Regions from separate parts of the Mus musculus genome. Here regions 1 and 3 are each linked to region 2. A link is a contact called in public promoter capture Hi-C data. All regions are on one chromosome and are shown on one strand. The core of a region is the stretch at or near the end of the contact, and the rest is flanking DNA. Distances in the headings are between cores, read along the strand shown.

Region 1 (4,179 bases), core at 1,474-3,973, 390 kb after region 2:
TAACTTAAAAAAAAAAATCATGCCTTTCAAGTCTGGGTATATTTATGCCACTTTAGGTGAAGCAAATAGAGACAGGAAAGCAATGTAAATGGACAATTAGCTGGTTTGGGTTTTGAAACAGCTTTGACTGAGAAAGACTGACTCACTGCCCAACAAAGGCTGTATGTAGGATTCTCAAGTTGACATTTCAAAAATATTTAATCACCCTTTGAATGATAGTGCAAGGCCTCAAAACAGAATCTTTCCAATAAAGCTGCTCTTTTGAAAAACATTCAATTCTGTTTTGAACTGAGAAAATGGTAGAGCCCCAAACATAAGAGATTTCAGGGAAAATAAGGCAGGGAGAGGAGACAAGCACATTTGAGGGAAAACAAACAACAGCAAACCCCACCAGGTCTTAAGAAGCTATCAAAGCCATACAGAAGCTCCCAAGGGCTTTTCTCCTAGCAAATCTCTGAACCAGGTTCTGCAAAGAAAAGGTCCCCAACTCTGCTCAGTTTACAAGATCCTCTCTGGACAATAATTCAGTTGAGCTGTCCCTTTACCCAGTTTTGCACAGCTATGTAATGCAATGGTTCCTGTTGTTTTGAGTTGTTCTGTTTTCTTTGAAATACACACAGAATAGCTCCAATTTAGTTTACAGCACACCAAAGTTCAGAACTAGCCAAGAGAGATTGCTAATTTCAAAGGATTAAACATCTTTTGCTGTGAGAATTCTGGTAAGACTCAGAGTTGTGTTTTTACATCACAATCACTCAAATACCCACCTATCCTATGCAGTTTCCAATTCTAAGTACCCCACCCTCGAACTCTGGACAATGACCTTCTAGCCCACACAGCAGTGCCCCCACCCTATAGCTGATCACAAATGTCCTTATTCTCCTGAATGCCAAAAGGTTTACCAATCGTCCAAGGGTCAAAAAGGGGAGATTATCCAACCCAGCTAAAGGCTTTTTTATTAATTCAAATTGGGCAACTTACTGGATGCCAAAGGAATGGCATAGGAAACAAGAGTAAAGAAAAGAGGAGCACTCCTTAATTGAGCCTGCAGCCCTGGGACTGCATGTCAATAGAAGCTGCTTGGACTTCCACCTGCCAAAACAGACCTGTAGTGACCCAGATAGGGGCTGGCACACTAGTCATGAGCCTAAGAGTGCATACACTGGGCAACGCAGAGAAACAAACTCCAACCCCAGAAACACAATCCTGACCAGAAATCAAATTTCCAGGGCCACAGAGGTGAAAGGATGCTAGTAGTGGAAGAAGACAGTTCATGGGAATATGGATCCAAAGGAGTATGAGGTTGGCAGGACAGAAATCTACATTCCCTCCAGCAGCCAGAGGATCTGAGGGCCAAAGCAATGTCACAAGCACCCTCATCTTTCCATTTTGAAAAATTCCATCTCTCTCCAACAGCTTTGCTCCACAAGGACCGTTCCTGGAAGATCCCAGAAACCAGAGAGCCCAGGCCTGTTCCCAAAAGCTCCATGAAGCCAGGAGCCTCCAAATAGACCACCGACTGCATCTCCACTTAGTGTGGGCCCCTTGCCACAGCCACAGGGAGCATTAAACAAATGCACTTTTAGAAACTTTCACTCCTGATACTCTCGGTTTCCTTAATATGGACCCTATCTCCCTAAACTTGCCTTCAGTCAAGCTCAAAGCCTGGAGTAGGGGGATGTGTGCAGAGGAACAGATCCTCCCCAAAGTTTCCAACTCACCCCTGGGGTTTGTCCAGTACACAGAGCTTACTGGATCCTTTCCTGGCCCGCAGTGGTGCTCTAGTAACCTGCAACTTTTAGCCCTCTGTCCTTCCTAGACTACACCATAAAATCCCCCAAGGCAGAAAGCTGGAAATGACTTTAAGGACCTGTGGGGTCCCTAACCTCCAAGTCTTGTGCTCCCACCCCCTGAAGACATGGCTTGGGTAACTCCCTGTAGCAGCTCAATTGTGCAAGAGGGAAAAGGAAGAGCCCAGGGGCAAGTGGTTGAAAAGCAAGCTCATTTGTTTCAGTAGAACCTAGGCAGCCCCACGTTCAGGGTTGGCAGATCCCCCAGGTAGCATCCCCCAATTACCCTCTGGCTCTTCTATTTGCCCGGGCACTCTTAACAGTGCACTTCCCCGGCTGGGCCCACTCACCGTCTCTGCGGACACACAGGCCATCAAGCCCAAGGTGAGCAGGATCCACGCGCGCTGCATATTCCCCAGGGATGTGGCTCCTACCCGGATAAAAGGAAGCCCAGAGCAAGCCTAAGAGGGCCTAGAAAAAAAAGAAGCTGAGCCGCCTCCAGGAGAGAGGTTTGGGCTCCGATTCCGAGCTCTAGCTGTCTTCTCTGGCGCCTGCTCTAGCGTTCTCCCTGCGCCCCGGAAACGCGGCGCCTTCTCACTTGTTGGCTTCTGTACTCCCAACCCAGAGTTGCTGCTTCGCGAGGCTGTTTTCTTGGTCTGGTCCTACAGGGCAGCGTTGTGCTTTCACTCGGCGGACTCCGGTGTCTGGGTCGCAATGCTGTCTGATTTGAAGCAAGCAGTCGATGGGTTGAAACCGAGCTGCCGCTCAAGTTTAGGATGCCGAAAGGCGAACGGCGGCGGGGACGCGCGGTCTGAGGGGCTGGAGCTCCAGGAGTATCTGGAGTACAGCACTCTACAGCTAGACTGGTGGCTTGGCTGCAGCGCCCCTCCTTCTACGCGCCGCCTCCTCCTGGGTCCTCCCCCTCGATCTCACCCCACACCCCTCCGTGTCCTCTCCCTGGTCCTGGTCTTGGTCCTGCTCAGCCTCCGCTTCAACCGCCCCTACCTTCCCTCCCTTCTTAGCCTGGCCCTCAAGGTTCCTCCCAGCTACTGGGGGAAAGGAGGTTGCCAGGACTCCATGATAAAACCAGGGAGAAATTCTTACGGGATTACACTGGGATTGGCAGCTCCCAGAGCCAGTGGGAGCCAGCAGCTCCACTCTGTGGCTGTCCTGAGAACCTGCCTCTGCAAACCTTAGTGCTCTTTCATTTTCTCTCTCCTTCTTTCCCCTTCTCAACACCCTCTCCTCTCCCCACCACCCTTCTGTCTCCCTTTCCCTTTCCTTCTCCTTTTCTTCGCTGTAATTTTCTAAAGAAAATTCGATGAAGGTTTAATGGGCATATTGAGCCTTTTCTTACTTGTGAAAATTGGGTCAATAGAAAGATGAGAGTCGAGAAAAATGAGAAAGTTTATACATCCCCTTCAAGTATTCACAGTGCCCATAGGTCTCCAGATAATGAAGATTGCAATTCAAAAACGACAAAAATAATTGTAACAAGTTAGTGTTAAGATTCTCCTTGGAACTTTCCCCCATGACCCACCTCCACCCCCATCCCAACTATAACCCACAACCCACAACCCTCAAAAAGGTAGAAAAACAAAACCCAAAACACAACAACTCCAAAGCACAACTCATTAAAGGCTTACAAACCATTTCTGCTGCTCACAGTTTGTACCCTGCCTCCTGACTCACACACACACAAACACACACACACTGCCCCAGGCATCAGCTAAGTTCGATTTCCATATTTTTACTTTTGGAAAATGTAAAATTGCAACAGATAAGGATGAAAAATTAGAGAGTCTAGATATTAGCAGATGAATTTCAGAGAATGAATGGTTAAGTAGTTTCTGGCTTTAAGAAAATGAGTATGTATTTCCTACATAAAGCAAAAGCATGCGTCATGTAGTTCGGTGCTGTATGGTGCTACAGAACCAGGCAGGCACATACTCTTCTAATGCTCACCGATGTTCTCTTGGATTTAGAAACTGAATGAATTATGGACCCATTTTCTTCTGTAATGTCCATTTATAAAGGGACAGGGACATTTCAGTATTAGCCACTATTTTGTTATCATGTAGGATGAATTAAAAATACATAATAACTATTTTGTAGGTAAATACTACTCCAGACCTCAAGCCACACCATAAAAAGCTCTGTGATTTTCTCACACAAACACATACCCATACACACACACACACACACACGCACACATGCACAAACACACATACACAGAGACAGAGAGACAGAGACAGGCAGAGACAGAGACAGACAGAGAGACAGAGAGAGACAGAGAGAGAGACAGAGAGACAGAGAGAGATACAGACATGAGGCCCTAGTCATTTTAGAACTAAACTGTAGTCATATCCTGTCTTAGTTAGGGTTTTAC
Region 2 (3,930 bases), core at 1,403-3,902:
TGTTTTGAAGAAACTAAGGCCATAAGACTCATCTCTTGTTTTCTTGGAGTTTTCTCACAAGTACTCATAATTTCCTTCTCACAATGCCATTCTTGGGCTGTATTCTGACAGTAAACAATGGAGGGAGGGGAGAAATTGCTTTGTTTAAATCTGGTGAGAATAAATTTGAAATTAAATATTGTAATGTTACAAAAAGTTGAGGCATGACTAAGGAAGAACAGGCATTAACTGTACATCAAGGCTGCTGAAATTTCCTATGACATTAAATTAAGCTTAACATTAAATTAAGAAACAAGAATGTGCAAGAATAAGAATATGCTTCATCTAATCACTTATGCTTAATTTAGTGAACAATATAACAATTATGGCATGTTTGGCACATGACCACAATGCTCATCAAAACTGTACTGAGGCTGCTCTTGTAGCCATGAGGAAACCATGCTAACCTCTCCATAAGGTTTCTAATGATTATCATTTAAAATTGCCAATTATCATAAAACACAGAAACAGTCCAAAAGACAAACACAACCCTATCGTTCCATCTATCTATCTATCTATCTATCCATCTACTATCTATTTCTATATATTTACCTATATGTATACTTACATACATATGTGTGTGTGTATTTCACTTAAAGATCATGTTTTATCATACATCTTGTAACAGGTTAAATGAATTATTAAATATACTAAAACTCCTCTTCAAAAGATATTTTAAAGGATTTACTTTATTATTTATTTGTGTGTGTATGTATGTATGTATGTATGTGGCTGCCCACAAAGGTCAAAAAATGTCAGATCCCTGGGATTAGAGTTACGGAAAGTTGTGAGCCATTAGATATAGATGCTGGAAAGAAACCAAACTTGGATTTCCTGGAGGACCAACATGAGCTCTTGAATGCTGAGACATTTCTTTAGGCTTACACAGCCTTCTTACTTAATATGATTAACAGGAACTGCTCTTACCTCTAGAAAACTGTAAACTTGCAACTGGATGCCTAGAGATTTCTGTACATATCAAGGTTTGGCTTATGGGCTTATCACTGCGTGAAATACATAGATAGCTCTCCATAGTCAATCAATGAACGAGGTATGGCATAGAATAACAAGTAAATCTGGGAATTTCTACTTCTAAAAACTCATCTGGGTAGCAGGATGCCAAGGAACACATTTAATTGGTTACAAAATGTTATATTCTACTTGATTTTTTTATAGCAGAACTGGAGCAGTGAGGGCCAGGGAAAACCCAGCTGTTCTTCATTTATTTTCTTGGCTGCACATTAAGCTAAAGTTTTCAAAACATGTACCCAGACAGGGAAGTAATCAGAGAAATGTTACTGCTCTGAATAGCCCTAACTCCTCATATGACAGCATTCTATGGGTTTTGGCTTTGAAGTAAAGATTTCTAATAATGTTTTAATCAATTTCCTATCTTCCAAACTAATTCATAAGGATCAAAATCACTACATAAACAGTGGTTATTACAATGTAACATGATGAATTCCTCAAAATCCTGTTCATTTTTAGTTGTGTGACTTTTTTATTATCCTATATTGTGCAATTTTTGTAAGTGTGTTAGCTGTGGCACATGCCCATCTATATGTGCACACAGCCAACTTTGACTAAGACATCTTGTAGTAAGTGTTTACCAATTCATTAAACTCTTGCTCATATTTCTCATCTTTACCACTTAGCTTTTGCGACATCTCAGACATAGTTATTCTTTTGTGAGTATCTTGTGCTCCTGATTCATATATGAGACTTCTAGAAGGCTTTAGTTTCTTAGCACTTAGATCTCTTATGTCTGGGCTAAAAGTCATCTCACCATGGAGGTTGGCATCTACCTTAGCAAGTGACCAAACAGAATGTGTATAGAAAAAAAAAATCCACTGCTTGTAAGCTATATTGCTTTTCTGCTCAAGTCTTGGACACCTTGCATGACTTCTGCCTAATCTCATTCATTGTAAGCCAGTCACTAACATCTTTTCACATGTAAGGGAGAGGAACTCAACTCTGCCTCTCAGAAAAAAGAAAAACACACTGTGGGCACATTCAGAGGGTCCAGCATTACTTTAATCACATCACTGTCCTGTTTAAATTTCTTACTTACATGTCTACACTTCAGGTTTACTTCTGGATACTCTTGATGTATTTATTCTATGCCATATAACACTGCAAAGATATGTGCAGTGACTGAATTAAGTTATAGAAAAATCACACTCTGTGTTTTCCTCTTGGGGCTAAGGTCTCTTGTATCTCAGACTGACCTTAAAGTTGTCAAGTAACCAAGAATAAGTTTGAATTCTGATGCCCTTTTTCTCTCTCCTGTGTCCTGGGATTACAAGTATCACCACTCTTAGGTATACAGCATTCTGCCTGCATGTATGCCTACATGCTAGAAAGGGGCATCAGGTCCCAGTATAGATGGTTATGAGCCACCATGTGGTTGCTGGGGATTGAACTCAGGACCTCTGGAAGCACAGCCTCTGAGCCATCTCTCAAGCCCAAGTACTACCACTCTTATTTTTAATGCAATGCTGCAGATCAAACCCAGGCTTTCACACATGATACCCCCAGTTCCACAAAGTGTGTTTTTTATCTCCTACTATGGGGCATGTATCTGACTTAAGTTTTTATTCCCACCTGAACCTTCTTTGGCTTACTTATCTTGAAAGCGAGAACCATAATAATCAACTCTGTTCGGTGACTGAGGAAAATATAGATAAAAGTGTACGTTAAATCACAAAATATGCAGCAGTTAGTACTGAGTTAGCCAGGATATAGTGCTACAAGCCCATAGTGCTACAGAGGAGGTTGAATTCATTCCAGTTCTTGCTGCCTACATTAAGCACCTACTACTAGACAAGGCCCCTTTCTTTTATCTTTTAACTTTTCTGCCTCAGAATGATTCCAATCCTCATGCCCTGCATATGCAAGTATTCAATAAGCATTTTCTACCTCTGATACTGATGGTTGCCTCTATTTTCCTTTATTCAGTGTACAACAGGGGGCATTTTTAGGTATGCGTATTTTACGAACTAGAAAGAAATTAAAAAGTATAAGGTGAGGAATGTCTGAGAATATAGGTTAATGCGTAGGTCAGACATGAACTGAAATCCCAGCTCTGCTGGTCAGCCGGTAAGCCCCGTGATCCCTTGATGCTTTGTTTCCTTTGACATTTATATGGAAATAGTAAGTTTACTTATTAAAGAGATAATATGTGAAAAGAGTTTAGAATGTCACCTTTCAGTGCTAAGTGCCCCTGGGAATGTGTTTCTTCTATAACTCTATTTTTTTCACGTTGTTCTCTCATCAGGGCAAGATGTGCTGCCTGTGGACAAGTAGACCCTACTGCTTGCAAGTCCGATTTGGCACACCAGAATGACTTCAATACAGGAATGAGTAGTCCCCAGTGTTTGTTCTGCCTACCTGGATAGCAATCTACCAAAAACAGCTGGAACTGTTTCCATTTGCTATTTAGCTTAGCCCAGGGGCATGCAGGGCCATAAGCACATTTCAGGGATTTGAAAAATAAACAACGAAATGTTTCATGTTTACCACATGTGTCTTTTTCCTCCCATGATTTAGTTTGGCTTGTTCTCAGCCATAAAAATTTACAAAAAAGAAAAGAATGGATTTGACAGCATAAATCTTTCTAACCCATCCCCCAAAATCTTCCAATCCAAGGTTATGATGGGAACACATGTTCTAACTAATATGTTCATGATATTTTTAATAATTACTTTGCTCATGAACGTTTATTCAGCTGCCTATGTTGGTAAAAATATTCTCACCCAGGCAGAGTAACCTCCTGTACTGTCCGAGATTTTCCAAACCATCAGACCATGAGATACATTCAGACAAAGGGGAAATGTGCATTCAGGGACTGCCTTTCACTATTCAATTATGTATGCAATAAGTTTATCCAGC
Region 3 (3,908 bases), core at 662-3,161, 370 kb before region 2:
GGAGATACAGAGATAAAGTATGGAGCAGAGACTGAAGGAAAGACAATCCAGAGACTGCCCCACCTGGGGATGCATCCCATATACAGTTACCAAATCTAGACACTATTGTGGATTCCAACAAGTACTTGCTGGCAGGAGCTCCATATATCTGAGAGGCTCTGCCAGTGCCTGACAAACACAGAGGTGGATGTTCTCAGCCAACTATTGGACTGAGCACAGGATCCACAATGAAGGAGCTAGGGAAAGTACCCAAGGAGCTGAAGGGGTTTGCAGCCCCATAGGAGGAACAACAATATGAACCAACCAGTACCCCCAGAGTTTCCAGGGACTAAACCACCAACCAAAGAGTATACATGGACAGACCCATGGCTCCAGCTGCATATGTAGCCGAGGATGGCCCTGTGGCATATCAATGGGAAGAGAGACCCTTGGTCCTGTGAAAATTCAATGCCCCAGTGTAGGGAAGAATTCAATGCCAGAATAGGGAAGCAGGAGTGGGTGGGCTGGTAAGCAGGTGGGTAGGAGGGATGGGATAGGGGGAAACAAGGAAAGGGTATAACATTTTAAATGTAAATAAAGAAAATATCTAAAATAAATAAAAATAAAAGCTGGCCGAGAGCTTGTTAACATTTAGTTGCTGATCTAGTAGTTCTTGTGCACCTTGAGCAAGCTTCCATATCCTGCCCAACGGCTAGGCTTACTTCTCTGTTTTTCACTGCAAGGGTGTTGTGGTGTTTGAACCTGGAAGATCCACTCAGAAAGTTTCTCTTCACATTTGTCATGCATTCCCTCAGTACTCATGGTGCTGTAGCCCTGCTATAGGATATGAGGTTTCTTTAGGAGTGCCAGACAGGTTTTCTGGCTGATTCTCTGTAGGCTATGAAAAATTTCTAGGGCTCCCTCCCTCACTACTCCTGTAAACCCTCTGTCTCAAAAATCTCACCTGGAAATCCTTCTCTACTCCTAGAATGGTATTTTTATTCTATGTGTGTCCTATCCCAATTACAGGAGCTTGGACTCAGGCCTGTTATTTCTGGCTCTGGACTGGGATTCACAGCGTTACTCTGTGTAGACCTGAGGCAGCTGGAGGATTTGTGCCTAGGCAAGGAGTTTGGAATTTGTTAACATGCTGAACAGCTTAGGAGTCACCATAGCCATTTGCAAAGGGCCAACAGATTATGGTAGCATGGTAACATAATTAGGCCAAGCCTTTTTCTCCTTCGCTGTATAGTCTCCAGAATGTTCCTTAGTATCCCTCTCCTCTCCACCTGCTCTTCCTCCTCCTCACTAAGGACTGAATCCTCCTCCTCACTAAGGACTGAATCCAGGACTTCCCACATGCTGAGTAACTGTTTTATCACTGAGATGTAACTAACACCAGCCCTCAGTTGCCATTTTATCAGGAAACTGGGAACAAGAATACCTCCTTCAAGAACAGAGATAATGTAAAATTAGTATTCAGTAAAATGCCTTGTATGTTACTTTTTTATTCTTTCTAAGTCATTTTACATAAATATTATGGTTCTGGCTTTCACATTCCCTAGAGTTGAATCGTTGGGACAAATCTTACAGTAGAATAATTATGTAATGAGACAGACATGCCGATGACCAATTAATTATGAGAGATGTCACAGAAAATAACAGAAGAGGAAAAATACTTAGAAAATTGATGGAGACGGTAGTGGGTGCCTTTACGATGTCACTGTAGGAGCAATGGCTCTGTCTTATGAACCCCTGGGGACACGCTTGCTATCAATGATAGGAGATGAGTCAGCAACACTACCAAGGCCAAGCACAGGTGGAAACTAACTTTCTAACTGCAAAATAAGACTAAGGGCGTGTAGCATGTGAGGGTGGGCTGGTACGCAGCCGCTGAGCGGAGCCAATCACTGGGTGCAGTGGGTCCTGCCGTGGTGACGTCACGGTTGCCATGGAGAGGCCAGCTTCGTAGAGACCCTGGGCTGGTAGCGGCTTTGAAACCTTGTTCTCTGGCACCATGAGCGGACGGAGTAGGGGTCGAAAGTCTTCCCGCGCCAAAGGCCGGGGCAAAGGCCGGGCCAGAGCCCGGGTCCGGGCCGCTGCGGAAGACGCCTGGCACGACGAAAAGCCACCACAGAGCCCGCGGCTCGGGGAGGACTCCGCGGCCGCGCAGGTGCAGGCCGGCGCAGCTCAAGGAGGCGCCGAACCAGCCGAGCTGCGGGAAGAGGCGGCCTGCCGCCTCCCGCTGGACTGCGGCCTGGCGTTGCGGGCTCGGGCTGCAGACGAGCGCGGGCTGGCGGCCCCTGATCCGGACCTGGAGAGGGCCCGTTCCCTCGCCGAGCGCCTGACCAGCGACACCAGCTTCGTGGGAACCGTGGGAGCCTTGGCGAAGCTGCGACGCGGCTCCCGCATTGGAAATCGGCGAGTCCCCGGGAGGAAGGCCCCAGATACTCGGAGCGCCACGGGGAGGGGACCTCAGGCCACAGTTAGTGGGAAGCCGAAGATGGCCTCTGCGGGGTTGTGCGCCGCTGCTCCAGTGGGGGAGGAAAAAAAGATGACAGAGAAGCATGCTGGGGCAGGGTCTCCCGCGACAGTGGGCAGCATGGATACCCTAGAGACGGTCCAGCTAAAGCTAGAGACCATGAATGCACAGGCTGACAGGGCATATCTCAGGCTTTCACGCAAGTTTGGCCAGTTGCGACTTCACCACTTAGAGCGCCGGAACCTCCTCATCCAGAGCATTCCGGGCTTCTGGGGGCAAGCTTTTCAGAACCATCCCCAGCTGTCAGCTTTTCTGAATACCAAAGATAAGGAGGTATTGAGCTATTTGAACAGACTGGAGGTGGAAGAACTTGGCCTTGCCAGGTTGGGCTACAAAATCAAGTTCTACTTTGGCCGAAACCCCTATTTCCAAAACAAGGTGCTCATTAAGGAATATGGCTGTGGTCCATCCGGTCAAGTGGTGTCTCGTTCAGCTCCAATCCAGTGGCTCCCAGGCCATGATCTACAATCCCTAAGCAAGGAAAACCCAGAAAACAATGGTAGCTTCTTTGGGTGGTTTTCAAATCACAGCTCTATTGAGTCTGACAAGATTGTTGAGATAATTAATGAGGACCTGTGGCCCAATCCTCTACAGTACTACCTGATCAGTGAAGAAGCCCGTGGAGAGAAAGGAAAGGAAGAAAGGCCAGGTCCAGCAAAACTGAGCCCTGCACCTGCAGTGAGGCAGCCCAACTGATCCGACACAGATCTCCCTACCACCTCTTGCTGGACCTGTTAGGCTGACCACGTGGGTTTGGTTGTCTGCCTTCTGTTCATACCATACATGGTAGCCACTTTGGACTTATCTTCAAGAATGTGACATTTGTGATAATATTCTCTGCTTCCCCATGACCTCACCTTGTCACAATAGTGTTGCATGTGTGACATTCTCACTGTTTGTGTATCAATCACTTCTGATATATGACTTTCTCTACACTATCCAGTCCCTGTTCTTGGCTCTGGCTCTTCCCACTTTCCTTTCACCTGGACATTCTGAGTCATTGTCCAGATGGATATTCAAGCTATGCTACTTCATGGCCAGTCAGCTGGGCTTTGTGTCCATTTTAAGCATGCATGTTATCAGTGGCAAGATTTTTCTATTGCTATCACAAAATGAAGCCAGTGCTTTTATTCTGTGGGTATGGAGACATCAACCAAGGTTCTTCCTATTTTGTTTCCCACTTCAGCCTAGGTCCAGCAGACTACTGGTGTGGATGAGGACAAGGGAAAACAAGAATATGTTCTGTTCACATCATACATCTCTTCTTGCCTCATAGACAGCCTGCTAGTGAACCCTCATCATGGTCTGGCTATGCCTGACTGCAGTCAGTCCATTGACTGTTGGCTAGGTGGGTGTTATTGGCTCCATCTTGCTTATCAAAGACCTC

What was found. Promoter capture Hi-C pulls out the DNA fragments that hold promoters and counts their contacts.
Region 1: a contact with region 2 is called in a promoter capture Hi-C map of cranial neural crest, with 2.9 times the contacts expected there. The contact joins the promoter of Sdc2 here to the enhancer-like site in region 2. A contact is called at or near these places in 5 of 39 promoter capture datasets (the 3T3-L1 cell line, cranial neural crest, liver and 1 more), 2 of 484 Hi-C or Micro-C datasets (the C2C12 cell line and liver) and 1 of 115 datasets of contacts at active chromatin or transcription factors (embryonic limb bud).
Region 3: a promoter capture Hi-C map of second pharyngeal arch cranial neural crest shows a contact between it and region 2, with 2.9 times the contacts expected there. The contact joins the promoter of Tspyl5 here to the enhancer-like site in region 2. A contact is called at or near these places in 12 of 39 promoter capture datasets (the 3T3-L1 cell line, 3T3-L1-derived adipocytes, cranial neural crest and 7 more) and 1 of 9 other capture datasets (adipose tissue).

What each region holds. Positions count from the first base shown.
Region 1 is chr15:32,919,267-32,923,445 of GRCm38.p6, reverse strand. Sdc2 (syndecan 2) reads right to left here and starts at 2,723. Exons shown (of 5, transcript NM_008304.2): 1 at 2,141-2,723. The coding sequence starts at 2,200.
Region 2 is chr15:33,312,558-33,316,487 of GRCm38.p6, reverse strand. All of the region lies in intron 4 of Cpq (carboxypeptidase Q), which reads right to left. Among named protein-coding and RNA genes, the nearest start is that of Cpq, 230 kb to the right of the region's middle. Within about 2 kb of position 2,652, at least 4 of the 459 cell types and tissues checked have an H3K27ac peak or open chromatin away from gene starts, as enhancers often do.
Region 3 is chr15:33,685,886-33,689,793 of GRCm38.p6, reverse strand. It overlaps Tspyl5 (testis-specific protein, Y-encoded-like 5), which reads left to right and starts at 1,911. Exons shown (of 1, transcript NM_001085421.1): 1 at 1,911-3,908. The coding sequence starts at 1,997. The coding sequence ends at 3,217.